Regions from separate parts of the Pan troglodytes genome. Here regions 2 and 3 are each linked to region 1. The links are chromatin contacts, called in public HiChIP or PLAC-seq maps. All regions are on one chromosome and are shown on one strand. The core of a region is the stretch at or near the end of the contact, and the rest is flanking DNA. Distances in the headings are between cores, read along the strand shown. Region 1 holds the start of MORC3 (MORC family CW-type zinc finger 3). Region 2 holds the start of CBR3 (carbonyl reductase 3). Region 3 holds the start of DOP1B (DOP1 leucine zipper like protein B).

The links. HiChIP or PLAC-seq counts read pairs in DNA pulled down with a chosen protein or histone mark.
Region 2: a contact with region 1 is called in an H3K4me3 HiChIP or PLAC-seq map of stem cell-derived excitatory neurons, with 2.2 times the contacts expected there. The contact joins the promoter of CBR3 here to the promoter of MORC3 in region 1. A contact is called at or near these places in 4 of 7 Hi-C or Micro-C datasets (blood, induced pluripotent stem cells and stem cell-derived neural progenitor cells) and 1 of 1 datasets of contacts at active chromatin or transcription factors (stem cell-derived excitatory neurons).
Region 3: a contact with region 1 is called in an H3K4me3 HiChIP or PLAC-seq map of stem cell-derived excitatory neurons, with 2.9 times the contacts expected there. The contact joins the promoter of DOP1B here to the promoter of MORC3 in region 1. A contact is called at or near these places in 3 of 7 Hi-C or Micro-C datasets (induced pluripotent stem cells and stem cell-derived neural progenitor cells) and 1 of 1 datasets of contacts at active chromatin or transcription factors (stem cell-derived excitatory neurons).

What each region holds. Positions count from the first base shown.
Region 1 is chr22:37,030,590-37,034,425 of NHGRI_mPanTro3-v2.0_pri, forward strand. It overlaps MORC3 (MORC family CW-type zinc finger 3), which reads left to right and starts at 1,698. Exons shown (of 16, transcript XM_054675126.2): 1 at 1,698-1,843. The coding sequence starts at 1,805.
Region 2 is chr22:36,845,409-36,849,244 of NHGRI_mPanTro3-v2.0_pri, forward strand. It overlaps CBR3 (carbonyl reductase 3), which reads left to right and starts at 1,764. Exons shown (of 3, transcript XM_514884.7): 1 at 1,764-2,400. The coding sequence starts at 2,112.
Region 3 is chr22:36,866,650-36,870,485 of NHGRI_mPanTro3-v2.0_pri, forward strand. It overlaps DOP1B (DOP1 leucine zipper like protein B), which reads left to right and starts at 2,184. Exons shown (of 34, transcript XR_010154597.1): 1 at 2,184-2,396. It overlaps LOC107970138 (a long non-coding RNA gene), which reads right to left and starts at 2,103. Exons shown (of 4, transcript XR_008541581.2): 1 at 1,670-2,103.

The DNA.
Region 1 (3,836 bases), core at 448-2,947:
AAAAAAAAGAAAAGAAAAAAAAAATCCATTCTCTTTTGTTTCTTTTTCCTTTTTGAGACAGAGTCTCACTCTGTTGCCCAGACTGAGTGCAGTGGTGAGATCATGGCTCATTACAGCCTCAACCTCCCAGGGTCAAGTAGTCCTCCCCACCTCAGCCTCCCAAGTAGCTGGACCCACAGGCATGCGCCCCCAAGCACAATTAATTTTTTTTTTTTTGAGATGGAGTTTCGCTCTTGTTGTCCGGGCTGGAGTGCAGTGGTGCGATCTTGGCTCACGGCAACCTCCACCTCCTGGGTTCAAGTGATTCTCCTGCCTCAGCCTCTCCAGTAGCTGGGATTACAGGCATGTGCCACCACACCCGGCTAATTTTGTATTTTTAGTAGAGATGGGGTTTCGCCATGTTGGTCAGGCTGGTCTCAAACTCCCGACCTCAAGTGATCTGCCCGCCTTAGCCTCCCAAGGTGCTGGGATTACAGGTGTGAGCCACCACGCCCTGCCAGCTAATTCAATTTTTTTTTTTTGTAAAGATGAGGTCTCCTCGTGTTGCCCAGGCTCGTCTCGAACTCCTGGGTTCAAGAGACCCTCGCAATGTAGCCTCTCAAAGTGCTGAGATTACAGACATGAGCCACTGCACCCAGCCAATTTCTCTTTTTAAAAATAATTAATTAATTTTTTTGAGACAGTCTCACTCTGTCGCCCAGGCTGGAGTACAGTGGCGCGATCTGGGCTCACTGCAACCTCCTTGTCCTGGGTTCACGCACTTCTCCTGCCTCAGCCCCCCGAGTAGCTGGGATTACAGGCGCCCACCAATATGCCCAGCTAATTTTTGTATTTTTAGTAGAGATGGGGTTTCACCATGTTGGCCAGGCTGGTCTTGAACCCCTATCAAGTGAACCCCCAACCTCGACCTCCCAATGTGTTGGGATTATAGGCATGAGCCACTGCACCGGCCTTATGCCTTTAGGACTCTTATTTATTTATTTTGAGACAGAGTTTCACTCTTGTTGCCCAGGGTGGAGTGCAATGGCGCAATCTCGGCTCATTGCAACCTCCGCCTCCTGGGTTCAAGCATTCTCCTGCTTCAGCCTTCCGAGTAGCTGGGATTACAGGCATGCACCACCACGCCCGGCTAATTTTGTATTTTTAGTAGAGATGGGGTTTCTCCATGTTGGTCAGGCTGGTCTCGAACTCCCGAAGTCAGGTGATCCGCCCGCCCGCCTCGGCCTCCCAAAGTGCTGGGATTACAAGCGTGAGCTACCGCGCCCGGCCCTAGAACTCTTTTTTTTTTTTTTTAATCATGAGTTAGATTGATAGTTTTCAGGGCAAATCCAAACAGTCTACATTAATTTCCGTCTTTATTTCGTTAAGGTTTCACATGGACACTGGTGGATATGGAATGGCTTTTTTCTGCGCAATTCACATCCGACCAGGTCAAGTGACTGGAGTTCACCGGTCTCGGGTATACCGCATCTCGCGCCAGGCTTCAAACTCTAGATCCCCGAGTCTCGAGGTCCAGCTGGGTGTCGAGACGGGTACGGGCCCGCCGCGCCTCGCGCATGCGCCCTAGGCCCGCAGGGCCCCGCGCTGGAAGCTCAGCTCCCACTGTACCCTGCTTTAACCAGTCAGGCAATTCATCTTCCCCAAGCTCCCAATTCGGCATTGCCTGGAGGCGGAAGTGGGTGGGAGGGGCCAGACGCGCGCCCCTCCCCGGAAGTGGGCGGTACCCACAGGGCTCCACAGTCGTTCCGCCACCTCCCAGTCGGGTTGCGGCGGAGGCCGTTCCTGGCTTTGTAGCTCGCTCAAGATGGCGGCGCAGCCACCCCGCGGGATACGCCTCAGCGCGGTGAGCAGCCGCGAGGGGTGGAGCGGGCCGTGTCCCAGGAGGGCGGGCGGGCAAGCGAAGGGGGGCCGGCAGTGGGCGGTGGCGGCTTGTGGGGCCGACGCGGCGGCGGGGGCTGCGGCGGGGCCCGGGGAGGGGGCGGCCATCTCGCTCCCGTCGGCGGAACAGCTCGGCTGCGGGCCGGGCTGCGTTCCGTCGCCTCTGCATTGTGTTTCTGTTTTGCTTCTGGGCGGGCCAGGGTCGCGGCTCCTCCTCCCAGCTCCCTCCTAGTCTCCCAGCAGCTGTCGTCCGTGGGCGAGGCCTCGGCGGGAGATCGGTCTGCTCTCGGGGCGGCGGGGCCCCTGACCCTCTTCTGTCCGCTGGGCGTCGTGGTGGGAGGGAGCGGGTTCCGCGTCCAGAAACGCCGGCGGCCTCGACGTCCCGGGGGCGGGGGGAAGGGGCTGCGGGCCTGCCTGCGGGCGAGTGGAGTCGGGATGAGTGTGCCTAATGCCTGTCAGTGCCTGCAGCTTCCTTGGCAGTGGAAGCCTTGGGGCCCAGACCCTACATCGCTGAGCTCGAGCTCTCCTCTTTATCCCGCGTTGCGTCTGTTTTGGGGCGTTTCGAGTTCTTGGAAACCCTGTGAACATTTCTTGTATCATAAATCGTAGGGAGCGGTCACACCAGATAACTTGAAATCTCACGTCCAGGAAATGTGGGCGTGGCTTCCCCACCTGATTATCCTAAAAAACTTTTCTACCTTGTGAGCGCAGTTGATGTTATGCTGAAATGTTCCTCTTTTCTGGAGGTTGTTGACTTTTGCCAAAGAATGACTGCCCTAGTGCCACTAATTTTAACATTCGAATAGGTAGTGACTCCTTGGGGTACAAACACGTAGTGAATAATTGGTGCATTGCTCTGGGACTTCTTTCATTCGTTTAGGCAGATTCTAACACCTGGTTTTGACGGACTTTAAATTTTTTCTAGTCCGATATTTGTGAAATGATATTTGCTTTTACTTGCGTTTCCTTGACTATTTGTGTTGTTGAGCTCTTCGCATGTATTAGTCTTTGTGGTTTTTTGTTTTGTTTTTTTGAATTGCCTATTCATATCCTTTGACCATTTTCTGTTTTTCTTTTGGGAGGATCTTTATTGATTTGTAAGAGTTCTTTACGTATTCTGGATAAAGGTCCATCCTTTCGTTATGTAACTGGCTTATTGAGTGAACTAGGCTTTGGTAGTTTGAAAATAAAGGACAATTTTATTCTTTTATTCTTTTTTTTTTTAACCACTGACTGTAAACATTAATTATTCCCCACTTGTGTGAATCTGGGTTGACTAACGCTTTCCCATTAGCTTAAGGTATTGTAAAGTCTGGCCTTACCTAGTTTAAAATCTCTATTCTCTCTCCCTCCCTTTTCCCCCTCTCTTTCCCCTATCTCCTTTCCCCGCTTCTCTCTCCTTCCCCTCTCGAGGTTGAGTCTTGTTCAGGCCCAGAAACCTGTAGTGGAGAAACGGAGTGAGTTGATTTCCTGTTTCTGTCCTTTGATTCTCTTCTCCCTTCCCGCCCCCAGGCCCTTGTAGACTCTGGCTCTTCAGGATTGAGGGGAGAAAGGAAGCAGAGATAATGGTCAGTGTTTAGAGGCCAGCGTTGTTAGCAGGCACTCTGGGTGTAGCTGCTGTCCATGTGCTGGGCCTTTGTTTTGTGGGTAATATGGGCTGTTGGGAACCTGACTGACAGAAATCCCCCATCTGCAGCCTCTTTGCTTTTGCTTTAGGTCAGGAGTTGGCAAACTACATACAGCTCATGGGCCAAATCCAGCCCAGCACCTGTTTTTGTGTGGCCTGAAGGCTAAGAGTGATTTATACATTTGTAAATGGTTGAGAAAAAAAGAAGAATGTTTAGTGACATAAAAATTATGCGAAATACAAATTTCAGTTTCCATAAAATTTTATTGGAATATAGCCAGAAACATTATTTGCTTATAGTTTTCAAATGCATGCGTTAATAGAGATAAAA
Region 2 (3,836 bases), core at 514-3,013, 190 kb before region 1:
CTGCCAAATGATAAAACAGGATCAATGCTTTATTTAAAAAAATAAAATTGTGAAAAACAGAAAGTAAGGTCACTCAGGAAGAACTAGGCCAGGCACGGTGACACAAGCCTGTAATACCAGCACTTTGAGAGGCCAAGGAGGGAGAAGCGATGTAGCCCAGGAGTTCAACCAGTCTGAGCAACACAGTGAGACCCCCATCTCTAAAAAAAAAATAAAAATAAAATAAAGTAAAAAATTATCCAGGCAGGCCGGGTGTGGTGGCTCACGCCTGTAATCCCAGCACTTTGGGAGGCCAAGGCGGGTGGATCACGAGGTCAGGAGTTCGAGACCAGCCTGGCCAACATGGTGAAACCCCGTCTCTACTAAAAATACAAAAATTAGCTGGGCGTAGTGGCAGCGCCTGTAATCCCAGCTACTCAGGAGCCTGAGGCAGGAGAATCGTTGGAACCCAGGATGCGGAGGTTGCAGTGAGCCAAGATCGCGCCACTGCACTCCAGCCTGGGTGACAGAGCAAAACTCCATCTCAAAAAAAAAAAAAAAAAAAAGAAATTATCCAGGCATGACTGTGGCACACTTGTAGTCCCAGCTACTAGGGAGGCTAAAGGGGAGGATCACCTGAGCTCAGGAGATTGACGCTACAGTGAGCCACGACTGCAGCACTGCACTCCAGCCTGGGTGACAGAGAAGACCCTATTAAAAAAAAAAAAAACAGAAATAGAAAGCCTAAATAGCCCCGTATCCTTAAAACAAGGTTCCAAATGATCTTTTTTTTTTTGAGAAGTCTCACTCTGTTGCACAGGTTGGAGTGCAGTGGTGCAATCTCGGTTTACTGCAATCTCCGCCACCCGGGTTCAAGCAGTTCTCCTGCCTCAGCCTCCTAAGTAGCTGGGATTACAGGCACATGCCACCACACCCAGATAATTTTTGTATTTTTAGTAGAGATGGGGGTTTCACCATGTTGGTCAGGCTGGTCTTGAACTCCTGACCGCATAATCCACCCGCCTCAGCCTCCCAAAGTGCTGGGATTACAGGTGTGAGCCACCGCGCCCAGACCAAATGATCTTTAGAAGAAAAAAGAAGGAAATACTGGGGGAGGCACAGTAGGAGATCACAGCAGGGGCCCACCTCCGGAACCGCAAGTAAGGACTTGAGAGAGAAGGTAGAGTCAGAGTAACAGAGACACAGGCGGGTTAGCCAGCTCTGCATGGAAAAGGCTGAGTCGTGATGATGTCATAGTTCTCCCCAGATATCAAAGTCACTGATCAAACAACTCAGTTTACACTGAAGACGATGGATGAGACTCTAATTTTGTGCCCACAGCTTGACACACCTTTGGGAATTTGGTTTCCGTTTAACTTTCTTTGCCGGTACACAGATCTGTGAGAATATATGATCAATCCAGATCTTTATAGATCTATATCCTCCCTGGACAAACCTAAATGCAGACACTTTTAGCACCCGTAGGAGTTAGGTAGGATTAAATAAAAACATTCCCTCCCACTTGGGGGCACATTCACTGGGAATCCCAGAGCGATGTCGCCTGCCCACACCTGCTAAGTGCGCTCACAGGGCATCTAGTTCCCTCTCTTGAGTTTCTTTTAAGCAAGCAAGGCAACCTATGTCCAGAGAAGCAGTTACTGTGTCTAAGTAAGTCACTGCATCTTAGGAAAAAGCAAACATTCACATTTTGCAGTGCATGATGGGCGCACACCCAAGAAAATTACTCAGCACTTGTTTTTCTCACTTTGGGGTTTTCCCAAAATAATTTCTTCAGTCCAGTTGCCATGAATCTGGAGCCCCCGACTGACCCATCAAGGTCCGATTTGGCTTCGGACACCTCGCAGATCACCCCGCGGCTCAGAGCCCGGATCCTGAAGGGCGCAGCGTGGGCAGGGGGCGGGCCCGGGAGTTGGAACAGAGGGCACAGACGGCCCCTCCTCGGAGGGGAGGGACCGAAGCCGGGGCCTTTTTCTTTAAGACTCGCAGCACTGGATCCCAGAACTTAGTCTGCGCGGCGGCATTGACACTAGCTGGGCTCCTCGGGGCGCGCCCCAGGTTGTCCGAAGCCCGGTCCGCCCTCCACGCAGGTGCCCCGCGCTCCCCGCTCAGCCATGTCGTCCTGCAGCCGCGTGGCGCTGGTGACCGGGGCCAACAGGGGCATCGGCTTGGCCATCGCGCGCGAACTGTGCCGACAGTTCTCTGGGGATGTGGTGCTCACCGCGCGGGACGTGGCGCGGGGCCAGGCGGCCGTGCAGCAGCTGCAGGCGGAGGGCCTGAGCCCGCGCTTCCACCAACTGGACATCGACGACTTGCAGAGCATCCGCGCCCTGCGCGACTTCCTGCGCAAGGAGTACGGGGGGCTCAATGTACTGGTCAACAACGCGGCCGTCGCCTTCAAGAGTAGGTGCAGGGCTTGGGTTGGGGCCCCCTGGAGCGCTCCGAGGGTGCGGAGGTGGCCAGCCGCAGGCTCCCCACCCGTCCACTTGAGTGACCGAGGAGGGTGGCGCCGACCCCTAGGGATGCGCTCAGCCCACGCCTCCCGCGAGGCGGTTTTCGCTTTCCGTGATTCGCTGAGCCCCAGGCGGGCCCGGCGACAAACAGCGCGCCCCGCCCGCCGGCCTGTGCGGGCCTGTGCGCGGCCCGGGGCCCTCCCCGAACTGTCAGCCGCTGCTGTGTGCAGGAAAACTGGCCTCCTGGGAGGGGGCAACGCCCTGCTAGAGTTCATCAGCTTTCCTTCCAACGCGAGAAACATTTTCTCTGCAAAGAAAGGGTCTCCGCTCGCTTTGGGCTTTCGCTTTCCTTGAAAGGGCGCATTCATAGATGCCCAGAGGCATTTGCTCGGGAAAGGAAATGAATCGCTAAAACAGGATTAGCGCGCACTTGCCCTTGGTGGACTTGACAATTTGTGTAATGCAGAGCTTTGATAGGCTCTGGCAAAAAGGAAGCGAGCCTTCTCGTTCCCCCACCCCCGCCCGGGGAGCTTATGTTTGTTATAAAATACGTGCGTGTGGTCTTAAAAGCATCTTCCTTAAGGAGAGGGGCGGGGATCAAGAGATTACTTATTCTAACTACTACTGAAGAAAATTACAGGAGGGCGCAGTGGCTCACGCCTGTAATGCCAGCACTTTGGGAGGCCGAGGTAGGAGAAACGCTTGAACCTGGGAGGCAGTGAGCCGAGATCGCGCCACTGCATTCCAGACTGGGCGACAGAGCGAGACTCCGTATGAAAAAAAAAAAAAAAAGTTACTACGGAGAAATAAACAGGCCGGCTTCACCTCCAACCTAGTGGGGAAAAAAAGCCTAAGAGGGAGTGAAATGAAGGATGGGGGAGCAGAAGTCTCCACCCCTCCCTTTGGCCCTAGGCACTCCGCATTGTTGTGCATGGGGACCTGAGACTTTCTTTGACCCGCACGGGCAACTCAGCCTGCCGGCTTTCTGAGAGCTGGGGTGCAGGAGTGGGGATTAACACCCCCTAATGCAGCCCTCAGCCATGGGCTGAGAGATTGGTGGATAAATACCCGGCTTCCTGGACGACAGGCGGAGGGACTTCCCCTTGCCTTTCAAGGTATGGGGAATGGACCACCAGCAGCTGCAAACCTGGGCGCTCCTGGCAAGGCAGAATCTCCCGCCTTGCCCCACACCTGCTGAATCAAAATCTGCTTTTCCGCTGGGCGCGGTGGCTCACGCCTGTAATCCCAGCACTTTGGGAGGCTGAGGCAGGCAGATAACCTGAGGTCAGGAGTTCAAGACCAGCCTGGGAAACATGGTGAAACACCAACTCTACTAAAAATACAAAAATTAGCTGGGCATGGTGGCTCACTCCTGTAATCCCAGCT
Region 3 (3,836 bases), core at 934-3,433, 160 kb before region 1:
CCTCCCCAGTAGCTGGGACTACAGGTGCACACCACTACACCCAGCTAATTTTTGTATTTTTAGTAGAGACAGGGTTTCACTATATTGGTCGGGCTGGTCTCGAACTCCTGACCTCAGGTGATCCACCTGCCTCGGCTTCCCAAAGTGCTGGGATTACAGGCGTGAGCCACTGCGCTCGGCCAGAATACTCAAATCTCAACGTTGTACATTTACTGTCAATCCTGTCAGTATCAGTATATTGTATACAGTATACAGTAATTGACAGTATACTGTCAATTATAAATTGAGTTTTTTAAATGATGATTTACAAATGAATTTGTCAAAATTAAATTAACCCCCCCCACACGCACACACACCTGGAGTCCTTTACAGATAGGTGGTATATGAATACAAGGCACAGATTGTATGTGCATGGTGGCTTTGGCACAAACAGACTAGTTCTTTTTTCAATGTTAAGTGTAAAGCAGTTCTTTCATCTCTGTTCAGTGCAGTGTTGAGTGTGACTAGGATTTGAAGAACCTAAAAAAAAAAAACTCACCTGCTTGCCATCTTCTTGGTTTTTTTTTGTTGTTTTTTGGTTTTTGCTGGTTTTGTTTGCTGCTTTTGTAAAACCAGTTTATCATATTCTCATTAGGAAATCAATTTTCATGAAATTAATTTTTTTTCCTGCTAACTATGGCTCAATCTTTTCGTTTCTCTCTGCTTCTATCTTAAGACCATTCCTCAAATTGACCATGAGAGGATTTACATCTGGGGCACTTGGTATATGCCAAATGGAGACAAAATCAGAATCAGCAGCCGGGCTGGGCCACAGGTCCAGCATCCCAAGCTATTAAAATATTCTTAGTGTTTCCAGGGAAGTGATAGATCCACTTTGGAAGCTGATAATATACCCCTCCCCTAGAAACATGCATATACACAAAGTGTTCTAAACAACTTCCAAGTGCTCATGACTTCCCCCACCTCCCAAGCTCATTGACCACTGCCTCGCCTTCACGAACTCCAGACCTGGTCTGAACATTTCTAAAGGACGCTCGGGAGTTAAAAGGAGCGAGGCCACTGCAGAAATGACAGCCTTCATCCACAAGTGGCCCACTTCGGGTTGGCTGGAGCCACAGCTGGGTGGGGACAGGGCCTGTGCTCAGGTGAGCACTGCCTACCGCGCACCCTCCAGGTGCGTCCTGCCCTGAAGCGGTCGGACTGGACCGTCTAGGTCTCAGCGCTCGAGAGGATGGCAGGCAGGGGCTGGGGATTGTCTGGAGATATGAATGCTTTCTAAGGTTGACGTCAAGGTCTCCTTCCTGAGCCATAGTCCACGTGATAAGCTCCGTCCAGGTAGAAATGATCTCACCTCTCCTGTCGCCCAGGGTCGGAAACCTGAGGCCCATGCGGGCTGGGGCAACTTAGCGGGGGTCCCAAGCCCGCCGCGCCCCCTGCGCCCCAAACGTGTGTGGAGGGCTTGGACGTGGTCCAGAGGGAAAAGATGGGGTGAACCAGGTGCCGCGCACCCTTCGAGGAGCCCCCGCTTCTCCGTTTCTGTGAGTGACTCCAAAGCACCTCCGAGGGCCGACACACGCGCGGACGACCTTGGGCGGGCACTGACCAATGTCCCCTTCCACTCGGTTGTGTCGGGGGTCCCCAGGTGAGGCGCGAACGCCGCCCCGCTCACCTGTACGAGGCCTTTCCCGGAGCAGCCCGGCTACGAAGCGACACCCATGGCGGAGAAGCTAAGGAAGACTCCCGCTCCCTCATACCGCGGCTGAGGCGACTGAACCGCCCCAGCACGCCGGCGCCCTCCCCAAGCCCTGCTCCCAAGCCGAAGCCCCGCCCCCGCGTCTAAGGCCCACCTCCAGGCCCCGCCCCTGACCCCGCCTCCGTGAGTCAAGCCTCGCCTTTCAGTCCAGCCCAGCCCGTCGAGGCCCCGCCCCTGTTGTTATGGCCCGCCTCCAGGCACCGCCCTTGATCCCGCCTTCATGAGTCAGGCCCCGCCTTCCAACCTAGCCCGGCCAGTCGAAGCCCCGCCCCTGTACGGACAGCCCACTTCCAGGCCCCGCCCTTGATCCCTCCTCCTTCGGTCAGGCCCCGTCTTCTAGTTCCGCCCCGTCCGCGGAAACCCCGCCCCCGCGCGCCTATGGCCCACCTCCAGGTCCCGCCCCTGAGCCCGCCTCCAGGCGTCCAGCCCCGCCTTCCAGCCCCGCCCCAAGCGCCGAGGCCCGGCTTCCAGGCTCCGCCCCGATCCGCGCGGTGGGGAAGAGCCGCTGCCGCTGGTTCTCCGGCTCTTCCTCGGCGGTTCTGGCTCCCGGCCGCGCCGCAGCCCTGCCCAGTCTCTCTCCCGCAGCCCGAAGGGCTCCTCCGCGCCGCACGTGAGCGCGCCCGCCAACAGGGCCACTGCCGCGGTAAGTCGTGCCCGCGCCCTGTCCGGCGTCCAGTCCTCAGCTGCTGGGCGAAGCCGGAGGAGCCGGGCGTCTCCTCCCCGCCGGCCCACGGGTCCTTCTCCGGGTCCAGAGGGCTTGGGCGGCGCCGTGGGGCGGCCCGGGGTGCAGGTGGCTTACCGGCGTGCGGCCCGGGCCTGCGGCGCGCTCTGCTGCAGTGCGGGGGCGGGGAGCTCGGGGCCGGAGACCGGGAGGGCAGCGGGGAGACTGGGTGGGGTCCCCTCGGGTTACCCGACCCTGGCGCGGAGGATGTGATGCCGGCCACGCCCTCGCCGAGCGGGGCGGCAGGTGCAGGTCAGGGGTGGGTCGCGGCCCGCGCGCCCTCCCGGGGCCGGCCCACGACGAGACGCTCAGCCTTTGTTTGCTCGTGCCCTGGCTGGGGAGGAGGCTGGGGACGAGGCTGGGGACGCAGACCTGTGAGAACTGAGGGCTTTCCTCGTTGGGGAAGACCCCAGTCTTCCAGCCAGTCCCCAGGAGAAGGGATCTGGGCCGCAGTGCGCGCTCTGCCAGCCTGGCCCCTGCGCCCTGCAGGGTTACCGGCTGCTCGCGGGGACTGTTACCTGCAGTGTTGCCTTACACTCGCGACTGCAGCCCCACAATTGGGAAGACTTTGCTAGGATTTTTTTGGTAAGGCGAGGGAAGACCGTCCCCCCGGCCCCACAAGTCTGCTGCCATTAGGTGGCTTAAATTTTTTCCAGTACAATTTAATTACCACTTTGAAAGACCACATTCAAAACAGTGTGTCCCAGAGTTGATTAAGCCCATTGGTGATGAGTGTTTCTGTGCTGTGGACTAAGGATCATTATCAATTTTATTACTAATAGTACATATCTGTTATCTGTTGCTAAATGTTTTTGCTTATGTGGTAGGGTCAGTGTCCTCATTTTCATCGAACTGAGAAATGTTCCTTCATATAAACATATTTACAGGGAACTTTTTTGGGATCTGGCAGTTGGTTTTTCTCTTGAACTTGTTTTTTTCTTTTTCTATATTGTTGTTGTTGTTATTATTATTATTATTATTATTATTTTGAGACGAAGGTCTCATTATGTTGCCCAGTCTGGTTTCAAACTCCTGGGCTCAAGCAATCCTTCCACCTCGGCATCTTAAAGTGCTGGGATTACAGGTATGAGCCACAGTGCCCAACCCTGAATTTGATTTTCTGTGAAATTAAAAATGGGTAAAGAGAGAGATTTCTTGCTGACATTTTCGATTTTAAGGTATCTGAGCAGATACACTTCTTGTGTGATTACTTCTTTGTGTGTCTAGTTATTTATAGGCTGTATAACTGTCGGTTTTACTGAACTCTTCAATCTCTCACAGGAGACATATCCAGGATAGATTGCAAGATCATTGGCAAAAGAGCTATTTAAGAACTGAACCAATAATTTTATCAGTAGCATA